Regions from separate parts of the Ctenopharyngodon idella genome. Here region 1 is linked to region 2. A link is a contact called in public Hi-C data. All regions are on one chromosome and are shown on one strand. The core of a region is the stretch at or near the end of the contact, and the rest is flanking DNA. Distances in the headings are between cores, read along the strand shown.

Region 1 (5,702 bases), core at 1,393-3,892, 170 kb after region 2:
CGATTTGATTTAGGTTTGATTACCTTCAATTCAATATTGATTAATTTGGGGTCTGTAAGGTTAAGTACATGGCAAATTTCCTCAAAGAAAAAAATATCTCTCAATTAATGCTGTAAACTATATATTAGCAACAGTTGGTACATCATTATATTATTAAAGGTTCAAATTAATCGATTTGTAAGCTATATAAAGAACATAAAGAAGTTTTAAAAACAACATTATAATACATTTTTAATGACTTAATTATGTTTCTACTCGTTTTTTAGCCAATATAAACATTTAAATGGTGGCTGTCATAAAACGGATTTATTCAAACATACATTCAATATTGAAGAACATGTTAAGCACAAATATAAGGGATATGCAATAGCCTATAGTGCATATATTTAGCAAAATGCTCCTCTCTAAGTTCATTTTTGTAGCTGACTAACAAGTTTTTGGACACTGTACGGATTTTCTGAGGTAAAGGGGACAGTAAATGTGACATTTTTCACAATCTGTTTTATTGACGTCTTTCCGCGGTTGAAACACTCATTGAGCAATTACGTGAGACATGATACGGATTTGTTAAGTTGTACTGTATCTTTCAACATACCTTCAGAGGTTCATTCATGTTTATTTCATGTTGTAACTAGTAAAGTAGAAGAGATGATCGGTTCGTGCGCTCTGCTTGAACTGATGGCACTGTCACGCGCCACAGAACGCCAGGAAAGATCGCGACAGAGACGTGATGTCTATCTCACTCCAGTTTATGGGAAAGAAGCCCATTTTCGATTCTTGTGAGGTTTATTGTGATGCTTGCCTTGATTGGAATAACCTTGGAATATATTTATGTGATTATTCATATAACGAGGTTTGGGCCATACAAATTACGGGAGTTTCCCGGGAGAAATAGCAAAACGGGAGGGGGGCAGGAGATGGGTGTGAAATACGGGAGACTACCGGGAAAAACGGGAGTGTTGACAGGTATGATCCAACCTCGCCCCTTGAATCTCGTGTGAGGACCATGGCTGTGTTCAAAATGGCACTTTCATACTACTCTTACTATTTCTGCAGTACCTATAATGCGCGTAGTATGCAAATGTTCTGTATGCATGTGTAACGGAGGCCAGCTAGTAGTCGCTGTGCAAGTAAACCTCACTCCTCTGATCTCAAGAGATGCTCTATCGACTGACACTAGGGGTTGCAGCCTTTAGCTTCCTTGTTAGAGCGTCCGACTCCTACGCCAGAGACCTGGGTTCGAGGCCCGTGCAGAGCGGGGCGAGTAGGACCTGGGTAGAGGGGTTACATTGGTGCCATGACCCGGATGGGAGTGAGGTTTAGGGGGGTGAGGGTAAAGGGGTTACACATGGAATACCCAGATGACCTACTATATTTGCCAGAATCTGCTAAATACAACTCAAGTACACTGAAATCAGTATGGAAGCTGTGTTTGGAATTGCACACTAAGATGCAACTCCTACTATACTGCAGTGTGCAATGTGTATACCATGAATAGTATGTGAATTTTCTGTATGCATGGAATTCCTGGATTGCCTACTACATTTGCTGAAATCTGATGTATGCATCTGAGGACATTGCATGGGATACTGTTTCCCACAATGCAATGTGCTCCATGTGACATTTCATCTTTGTGAAGAGTGTGGCGTGAGTGAACTGGAGGCGGCGAATAATTATAAATGTTACACTTTTGTAAGTACACATATACATGTAAACTAGAGACAAAAGTGTCCTAAAATAAACAATAGTAGTGGTTTATGATCTACCAAATGTATCCATAGTAGTTCATGGCCATATGTTAAGATACTGGAACAGAACGTTGATACATTCCCACAACTATTACAGGTCTTGTAATGATGACCAATCTGTTTTTGGGAAATGTGCACTTCATAGTAACATATGTGCTTTATCTGAAACTTCAAATTATAATTTTGATGCTGCCTGGGTTGAGTTAGTTATATGAAATATTCTCTTGACAAATAAAACCATATATTATTAGCATATCAATATATATATATTTATGCTGACAAAATATAGCCTGTTTACCTAATGGAATAATCTATCATAAATCTTAGGAGAATTATTTGTGATGTTTTGGAAAACCCAACTATAATGAGTTATTTTTACCTATATAATTGAAGTATTCTACACAGTATTCTACACACAATTTGTTACCTGAACCATTAAAATTAGCTAACCTAGTGAATTTGATTCAATCATGGTAGGCTAATTATATTTTTAACTTGAGTCAAACCAGTTAATTTACGTCACCACATTAAGCACATTTTTTTTTGTTAACATTTTTTCAGTGTACATTTTTTGCTGAGCAAAATTTAATTTAATCAACTGCTTTTAAGTGAAATATTTCACCAACTCAACTGGACTTTACACCAACAAACAGAATTTTATGGGTTAGATCAAGACCGTTGGTAAGGACAGTCGAAAGGTAGGACATTTTCACTCAGGTTTCCACATAAAAAATAATGGTTAGCACATTTATTTATTTGTAAGGCAACAACCTGCAAAGCTGTGTTGAATTAATGTTCAATGTTTGTCATGTGACAGCACTGTAGCATACTACTAAAACATTATTCGTTACATATTGTATACTATTTCACACACTGTTCTTAGAAAAATAGTAGGCACTATGCACTGTATGCTGGGCAGTAATCATTAAGTAGTAAGTTACTGTGCCATTTCGAACACAGCCAATCTCTGAAACGCAGCTTTTACACATGGATCATGACGTTACAACCGGATTTCAAAGCTCTTGAAAAGTCAAAGTAAGATGTTTAAATCAAAAGGCATATAATTTTCTGTTTATGGTTCATTTAACATATATCACAATTAGCAATAAAATTATAATTTCTGTATTCAGAAATAATATATTTTGTATATTTTATGTGAATTGTCTCGGCGATACATGACTTTTATTTTGAAAGGCTTCATAGATGGTAGCCATATGTGAGGAAATGTTCACGTCACTTCAACTACCACCTCAGTTCATAATGTAGCTGCTAGCCAGTGAAAATAGATATATCATTCAGAATGTATTTCGATAATCAACGGTTTTTTATTTCAGGGTTCACCGCTGTGGATTACCAGTACATTAGCGTTTTCAGCACCAAAGAGCCCTGAGTTGTGCTGTTATTTGCGGTTTCAGCTGTCTAAACAGGCTAACGCAGTTAGGCAGATAACAGCTTTTGTTTCTCAAAGATGAGCTCTTAGATAAACAGTGAAAAATCTAAGAAATAAACACACAACAGCCGAAGTATGGATGAAAAATACAGCAGTAATGTTATTTCCAGTGGGAAGTTGGGGCGAGTTGAGGCTCCAGATGCCAGGTAAGACAGAAGTGTGTCCAAATATTACACTAAATTCTCTTACACAACTAGCACTATGTATATGGCAGTACGATGTAACACTGATGTTATGAGATGGTGACGCTGCTTTTACCACGGTACCATGTTTAAGAAAACAAAGTTTTTGTAATTGCTAATGTCTTTTAGGGGATTATCTATTGAATGGCTACCTCAGTATTCTTGAAATACCAGTAAATACTATTGTCCATTGTATGTTTTTGTACCATACATATTTGTACCATACATAACATTACTATGTGATGCATCCTGACACTGTACATATCACTTTAGTACTTTTTAAGGTGTCTGCATGGTCTTTCTGAATGTGGTAGACAAGAGAATGCTTTGGTATTACCATAATGGTAGTGTCCCAAACCTATGGCATTGCTATGTTTTCCATGGTATTTTATGGTAATTGTAGGTTTTGTTTTTTGATAAGAATAGCTCAGCTTTATTTGTGTAATTTTCTGCTTTGAATCAACTGAATGTTGTTATTTTTTTTCTTTCTTTCTTTCCAGACTGACCCGGTACATAGTATTACTCTACTTTACCAAGCTACTGAAGGCTTTTGGGATATTTGAGTCATATGATCTCCTCAAAGTTGTGCATATTGTACAGTTTCTCTTTATTTTGAAAATGGGGTAAGGAGTGACATCACACATGTATAAAAATACAAGTGTTATGATTGTTTACTTACAGTATTTCTGATCATATAAATACCTCCTGTTTTCTGCATAGGTGTGCAATGATACTGGTTTTCTTTCAAAAGCCATTCTCATCTGGAAAAATGATCCCAAAAAGACAGGTAAAGTTCTTCTAATTCTAGTTTAACTTTTAAATTCCTCAATTTTAAAACTCTTATCACTTAGATTATAAAAAATTATGATTCTGTCATCATTTACTCACCCTCATGTCATGTCAAAGCCCTTTCGTTCATCTTCAAAATGCATGAAATATTTTTAATATTCTCTCATCCTTTAGTCTATCCTTTGAAAGTCCATGCAACCATAACATTCCACACATTAAAAACATTCATAAAGATATTGTTAAAGTGATCCATATAAATAAGTGGTTTAATCCAAATCTTCTGAAGAGACATGATCGCCTTATACTGTGATGAACAGATTCAATTTAGGCTTTTATTCACATAAACAGTAATCAATGCACATACAGTATCTCACAGAAGTGAGTACACCCCTCACATTTTTGTAAATATTTTATTATATCTTTTTATGTGACAACACTGAAGAAATGACACTTTGCTACAATGTAAAGTAGTGAGTGTACAGCTTGTATAACAGTGAAAATTTGCTGTCCCCTCAAAATAACTCAACACACAGCCATTAATGTCTAAACCGCTGGCCACAAAAGTGAGTACACTGTATATAGTACAACATCAACTGCTAGCCAGTAGCCAAATTTAATACTGGCTATTGTTGATGCATTAAAAAATACAGCAATAATAGCATATAATGCTCATTCTGGTTGTGTTATGGAAGTAAAATGGATTGCAAATGTCATTTCACGTGGACCTATTTTGCATGGCAGCCTGACTTCATTTGTTTAACTTCTGATTTCAGTGGATCAAAATCTTCAAACATGCTGTCATGAGCTGTGTCATTTCCCTGTTGGGTTTCTTTGGGTTGACACTCTGTGGGCCACTAAGGTATGTCTTTGTGCTTAATATAAAATAAATATGTTCCTTATTTTTGTTCTGTTATTTAGCATTTCAAGCATTTGGCCTAAACTGATGGGATTTCTTTCAGGACCCTTTTGCTGTTTGAGCACAGTGATCTGGTGGTGATTTCTCTCCTCAGCGTTCTCTTCACCAGCTCTGGAGGGGGACCTTCTAAGGTCAGAACTCTAGAGAAATCATAACCATATCTCAGAACGAACCATATATACCAGCTGACACATTTCCATGTGCTGCTTTTTTTTTTTTTTTTTTATAGACAAGGGGTGCTGCTTTATTCATAATTGCTGTGATCTGCCTTTTGCTCTTTGATAATGATGATCTCATGGCAAAGATGGCAGAGCACCGTATCCTTACCACTGTACCAGAAATGTATACACTGTTATTATATCAAGGTGAAGTGTGTCAGTTCCGCCCCTTTAATGACACCTTGCAGGCAAAATGGCAAAAATGATAACTGTTTTCCAACAAAAAAGAAATATGGTGGAGCAAGTTCTTACATTTTTGGAATGACATTTACAGATTAATCGTTCACAATATCATCATGAATGTGTATTTGGAAATGTTTACTTTTTAGTTTTATCTACAACTGTATAATCCTTAACTCTATTTATTTAAGCTGAGGGGCACCATGACAGTGCTCTTAC
Region 2 (5,063 bases), core at 1,179-3,678:
TCAGTAGCCAACTTTTATCTCCAACTTAAAGCAAACATTAATGTTATATTTGAGTAGCCCACATTAGAAGGGAGCCCAAACAAACGTCTGAATTTACAGCTGTGTGTATCTTGAATAACTTCTAATTCTCCTCACAAGGCAAAAAATGGCAGATGCAATTACAATCACAATTAGAATTATAACAAATGCAAGTACACCAACAGGGAATCCACACTGAAGTTTAGCATCAATAATCCTTGTTCTTGTAGCATTACAAACTGTCTCCATTAAGTGTTTTACTTTGATTGTGTTTTTCTTAACCCAGTTGATGAACTGAATGTTGCTACAGTTGCATGCTAGGGGATTGTAGCTCAGATCAACAGTACTTTCTTTTCCCAAATTCATGACACTTCCAACATCCACTATCACAATGGCATTACTGGCAAAGTTAAGTTGGAGAAACTCCAGGGAGTAAAATCCTGAAGTGCTCAATTTGACAAGCTTGTTTTCACTCAGATCTACTTGCCTGAGATGTGTGAGGCCTTTAAACAAGTTCTCTTCAAAGGCAGTTATTTTACATGAAGATAGAATGAGGGTTTCCAAAAGAGGGACAGATTTAAAGAGCTCTGTCTCTGTAAGAACCCCTCCTTGAATGGGGTTTCCCTTCAAATTGAGGAGTTGTAAGGTTTTCAAGCCATTGAAGATGTGTATATTTGTCAGATTTGTATTTGACCAGGAAAGATTTAGAGTTCGGAGACTTTGTAGATTGCTGAATGGTGAGCTGTCGTTCAGAGTGTAGAGTGAATAGCTGAAGTCCAAGTGCTCCAGCTGTGGAGTCGCACTGAAAGGCTGTGAACTCCAGATCATTGGTGAGCTATAGCTGAGATTGAGGAGCTTCAGCTCACCCAAACCAAACAGCTGGTCATTACAACAGGGTCCTATTGGTTTTACTAAACTAAGACTGAGATCCAGCTCCTCTAGGACTCTGAGACTCTCCAAGCATCCATTGCTGAATCCGAGTTGCTTCGCGTTCCCGCTCACGGACAAGTGCGTAAGCACAGAAAAGATTCCGGTGTTGATGTGGCAGACATCTGAAAATCTATTCTCATCTAGCACCAGATGGGACAAGGTGGACAGGCCAGTCATGTTAAAGGGCAATGAATCCAGGTGGGCTCTGGTAAGGTCAAGCTTTTTAAGCCCTTCAAGGCAATGAAATGTAGAATTATTTAGGTCTAAGAAATGCTGAAGCTGGAAATCTAGGTCAGTAACGGTGATCTTGCAAAAAGATTGTAGAGCAGCTGATGGTATGTGCACATTTGAATCGGTTTCATACAATCCCAGCTTCAGTTTGTTGGTTTTAATGCCTTCAAGCCCTCTCAGTACGGAGGAGAAAGTCATTTTGCTGAAGCAGCCACTGAAGTCAAGACTACTCAAGTTCAGTGACTTAAAAGCACCTGGTTCTATATTGACAAAATCGTTTCCTTTGAAGCTGATGCTCATTCCGACCACATTGTGAATTGGTTGTAAGTCAGTCAGATTTATCCGGTCTATAGAGTTCATTTCCAGCTGCAGGCTCTTCAAGTTTTGCCAGTGGAAATTGCTTAGTCCATCTAATGAGCGAATGCCACTTCCCCCAAGCTCCAGAACCTCCAAATATGCAAGATTTTCTGATGGGATGTCTGATAGGCTTTTGATTTTTGACTGAGTTAGGCTGAGATATTTCAATGCTAGTGGTCCAGAAAAAGCTCTACCTGCGATGAACACGAGTGGGTTTCCAATTAGGATTAGGACCTCCAAGTCAGGCTGATGTATAAAAATGTCTTCATACATGAAAGTGATGCCACATCTGTAAGTTATAAGGTTTGAGTGTAAGAAACAGAAGAAGAAACATTACATTCTCTGATACACTGTTTCAATTCAACTTCAAAGAAAACTAGCTGTGCTCACCTTGTCAGGTCTAACGAATGCAAGTTATTTAGCCTCTGAAAAGTGAAGTTGTATAGGGCCGGCAAGTAGTTGAAGCTAAATTTAAAAATTTGGACAGAATTTGGTACCTCATCTGGAATGAATTGTAGGTCCATATCACTACAATCATAGCCATTAGCTATCTAAAAAAAAACAAAAAAAAAAACAATTATAAATGCTAAATTGAACAGTACAACATAAGATAAAACTTCACATTAACAGTATATTCATGGTTCACTTTTGTCCATCATGTTGAAAATCATGCAACATAAACAACCATAAATTTACCTGTTGACATTGTCTCTTAGCCCATGGTGTTGCTTCATTATGGGTTAAAAAGTGAAACAGAATAGTGTAACATAACATGTAAAAAACAAAATGCCTCTCCATAGTTTACAGGACAGAAGAGAACAATGTCTCCTCTTCATTCAAATATATAGATAAAATAGAGGAACTATTTAAAAGCAGTAACTTCTCTTCAGTAACTTCCTATATTCAGCAAAAACTTCCCATCCCAACAATGGTTTTCTGTATGATTAGAGGAAAATGGGTTGTTTCCCTTGCCCTAAACAGTAGTACGGTTATCTCAGAATGTAACTAGAACAGCCAGTATGGGTCCATTTAGCACATCCATAACAACATTTGTTTATTTATGGCAAATGTCCACATTGTACCCTCAAATATTTAGGTTCAAATTTGATTCAGAAAAGTGGGACAACTTAAAGGTGAGGAAATTATGATAGAATTTTCATTTTTGGGTGAACTATCCCTTTAAGCATACTGAAAGGCCAAAGGTAAAAGGTGGTTCCTACACTATGGGTCTGCAAACTGCAAATACACCAGATAAAACAAATTGAATTGTTTTTTTTTTTGTTTTTTTTTGTTTGTTTGTTTTAATTAATATTATAATGTCACAAAACCACTTTCACCACCACTACTACTACAACACTGTCACATATTAATGTCACCACTGATCTATGGTAAATAATTTCATTTTAAGTTTATCTTGCTGGACATGACTAATTATAGAGGTAGTGAGACCATTGTGTGGTATTTATGACCTGATCAAAGTAGAAGAGGGTGTGCCTTTATATTTGGCTGGAAGGTGTGCGTTCAAACTGTTGAATAAACAGTTCACGTCAGTTTAATCGCTGTTCTGAATTAATGCACCTCCTTAACTCTCACACACACTGAGACAATTCTAAACACACAGAAACATTGAGGGTCGCATAAACTTGTCAATGCTACAATATAGCAATGATATTTCTAAAGTAACAATTTTTTTTACCAACAAAGTTGTAAAAGCAAACAAGTTGTGCATAAAAAGTGTCCATTTTATAAAACAGAGGCGAAATCATGCCTATTTAAACATAGGTACATATAATATTAGGCTTTATATATTATTAGACCTATATAATTGTATAAATACATGTTTTTTTAACTTCTGAACTGGGCACTGACTTGTGGCATCATGTTTGCACTGAAAACATGGTCAATCCAAAGTCCCTCATGTCATGAAGCCTTGCAATAGAAACAACCTTCCAGTAGGGGGCGTTATTTTGCTGTCTTTGCTTTCCTCTGTAATAGGGTGAAAAAAATGTGATGTTGGCAGTTACGCAACCCTTACATCCAATTGAGAGATAAAGACGACACTCATTATAATGTACATATAAATAGAAATAAATCTTTTTTCAGATTATAGTGTCTCAGTGGAGCCAGAGGATTACTGTGTTTTCAAATCCAAATGTTAATACACTAGACAGGATTTAATGACTTCCTGTAGGGTGGACTACCAATTGGTTTAATGGATTTGTATTGATATATGCATTATATAATTATAATGTATTTGACACATTTCATGTCTTTATGGGTAATCTTCACATATCTAATTTATATAATTGCTAATTTTTCTGAATATATTTTTCATCTCATTACTCTTTTACAAAAGGTTTACTGTAGGTTGAATTTGTAAGATTGTTAAATATTGTGGATAGTCATTGTAAAAGTAAAGCTTGAACGTGTCAGATGTCACAGTTACTATAAGGAAGGAAGCTAAAAAAAAGGGAACCGTGAAAAGGACGCACCGATGATCATCTGCATTATGACATTTGACTCAGAAACACATGGCAATACACATGGCAGGGTTTCAGCAAAAGTAATAATTTTGAAAATTTCCCCAAGAAACTTTTGTTTAGTGTCATTTCAACTGATTTCAAATACTAGGGAAAATGGGTTTTTACCAGGCATGTGTGTATAAAACATCATGAGTAACAAATATAGCCATAATTTCCAACAAATTAATGGAAATTCCATAGTTGTCTTTCAACTGTCCTTCAAAGAAATTAAACAAAATGATAAAAACATTCTGACAGCAATGTGCTGTACACAGTTTGGAGACTGTTCAGCAGTACTCAGTGAATTAACTGTAACGTTTTGACGGAATCTGTACACTGAACTGTTGGTTTAACTTAAAAAGTAAGTTACCTGGTTGCCTTAAAATTTTGAGTTCATTGAAATTAAAAATGTGAGTTAATACAATGAAGGTGATTGGTTTAATCAACAGAAATTCAAAATATTATGTTATCTGAACCACATTAAATATCTAAGTAGATTTGACAAAAGAGAAATTGTTATGATAACAAATCATGAAAATATTTTTTTACAGTGTAGCCGCATGGTGAAATTCATTTTGTTTTCTCATGGCCAGGAAAAAAAAAAAAAAAATGTCTTATAAAATTCCCAAAGGCAGAAAACATTATGTGGTCTAGTAAATGTGGGAAATTGATTATATTATTATTATTACAGTTCAAGACAGTCATGTAGATTGTGCTACAAAATACATATTTGTACTTGTACTATTAAAAAATAATTTGAGTTATGAACAAAAAACCATTGAGAACCATTAATAAATACAGTCCTACAACCACAGCACAGTTTGCATGTAACTGTGAAATGAGTTTTTCCTTCTTTTTTAAAAAAAATTCTTTTCTCGTGCATTTTTCTTCTCAAACACTTTAACATTAGCGTGTGTGGTATTAAATGCACATCAAACCTTTTGTCTTTTTGTTCTGGTGGACGAAGCTGCAATTTGCTCCAAGTCATTATATTGCACATTTAAT

The links. Hi-C and Micro-C count contacts between places; a contact is called where the count stands out from the background.
Region 1: a Hi-C map of muscle shows a contact between it and region 2, with 5 times the contacts expected there. The contact joins the promoter of slc30a5 here to the promoter of cd180 in region 2. A contact is called at or near these places in 2 of 2 Hi-C or Micro-C datasets (both in muscle).

What each region holds. Positions count from the first base shown.
Region 1 is chr5:10,132,798-10,138,499 of HZGC01, forward strand. It overlaps slc30a5 (solute carrier family 30 member 5), which reads left to right and starts at 2,643. Exons shown (of 17, transcript XM_051893887.1): 1 at 2,643-2,783; 2 at 3,083-3,344; 3 at 3,881-4,003; 4 at 4,101-4,167; 5 at 4,943-5,028; 6 at 5,129-5,216; 7 at 5,315-5,402; 8 at 5,675-5,702. The coding sequence starts at 3,274.
Region 2 is chr5:9,966,113-9,971,175 of HZGC01, forward strand. It overlaps cd180 (CD180 molecule), which reads right to left and starts at 2,429. Exons shown (of 3, transcript XM_051893892.1): 1 at 2,233-2,429; 2 at 1,927-2,087; 3 at 1-1,825. The coding sequence starts at 2,334. The coding sequence ends at 94.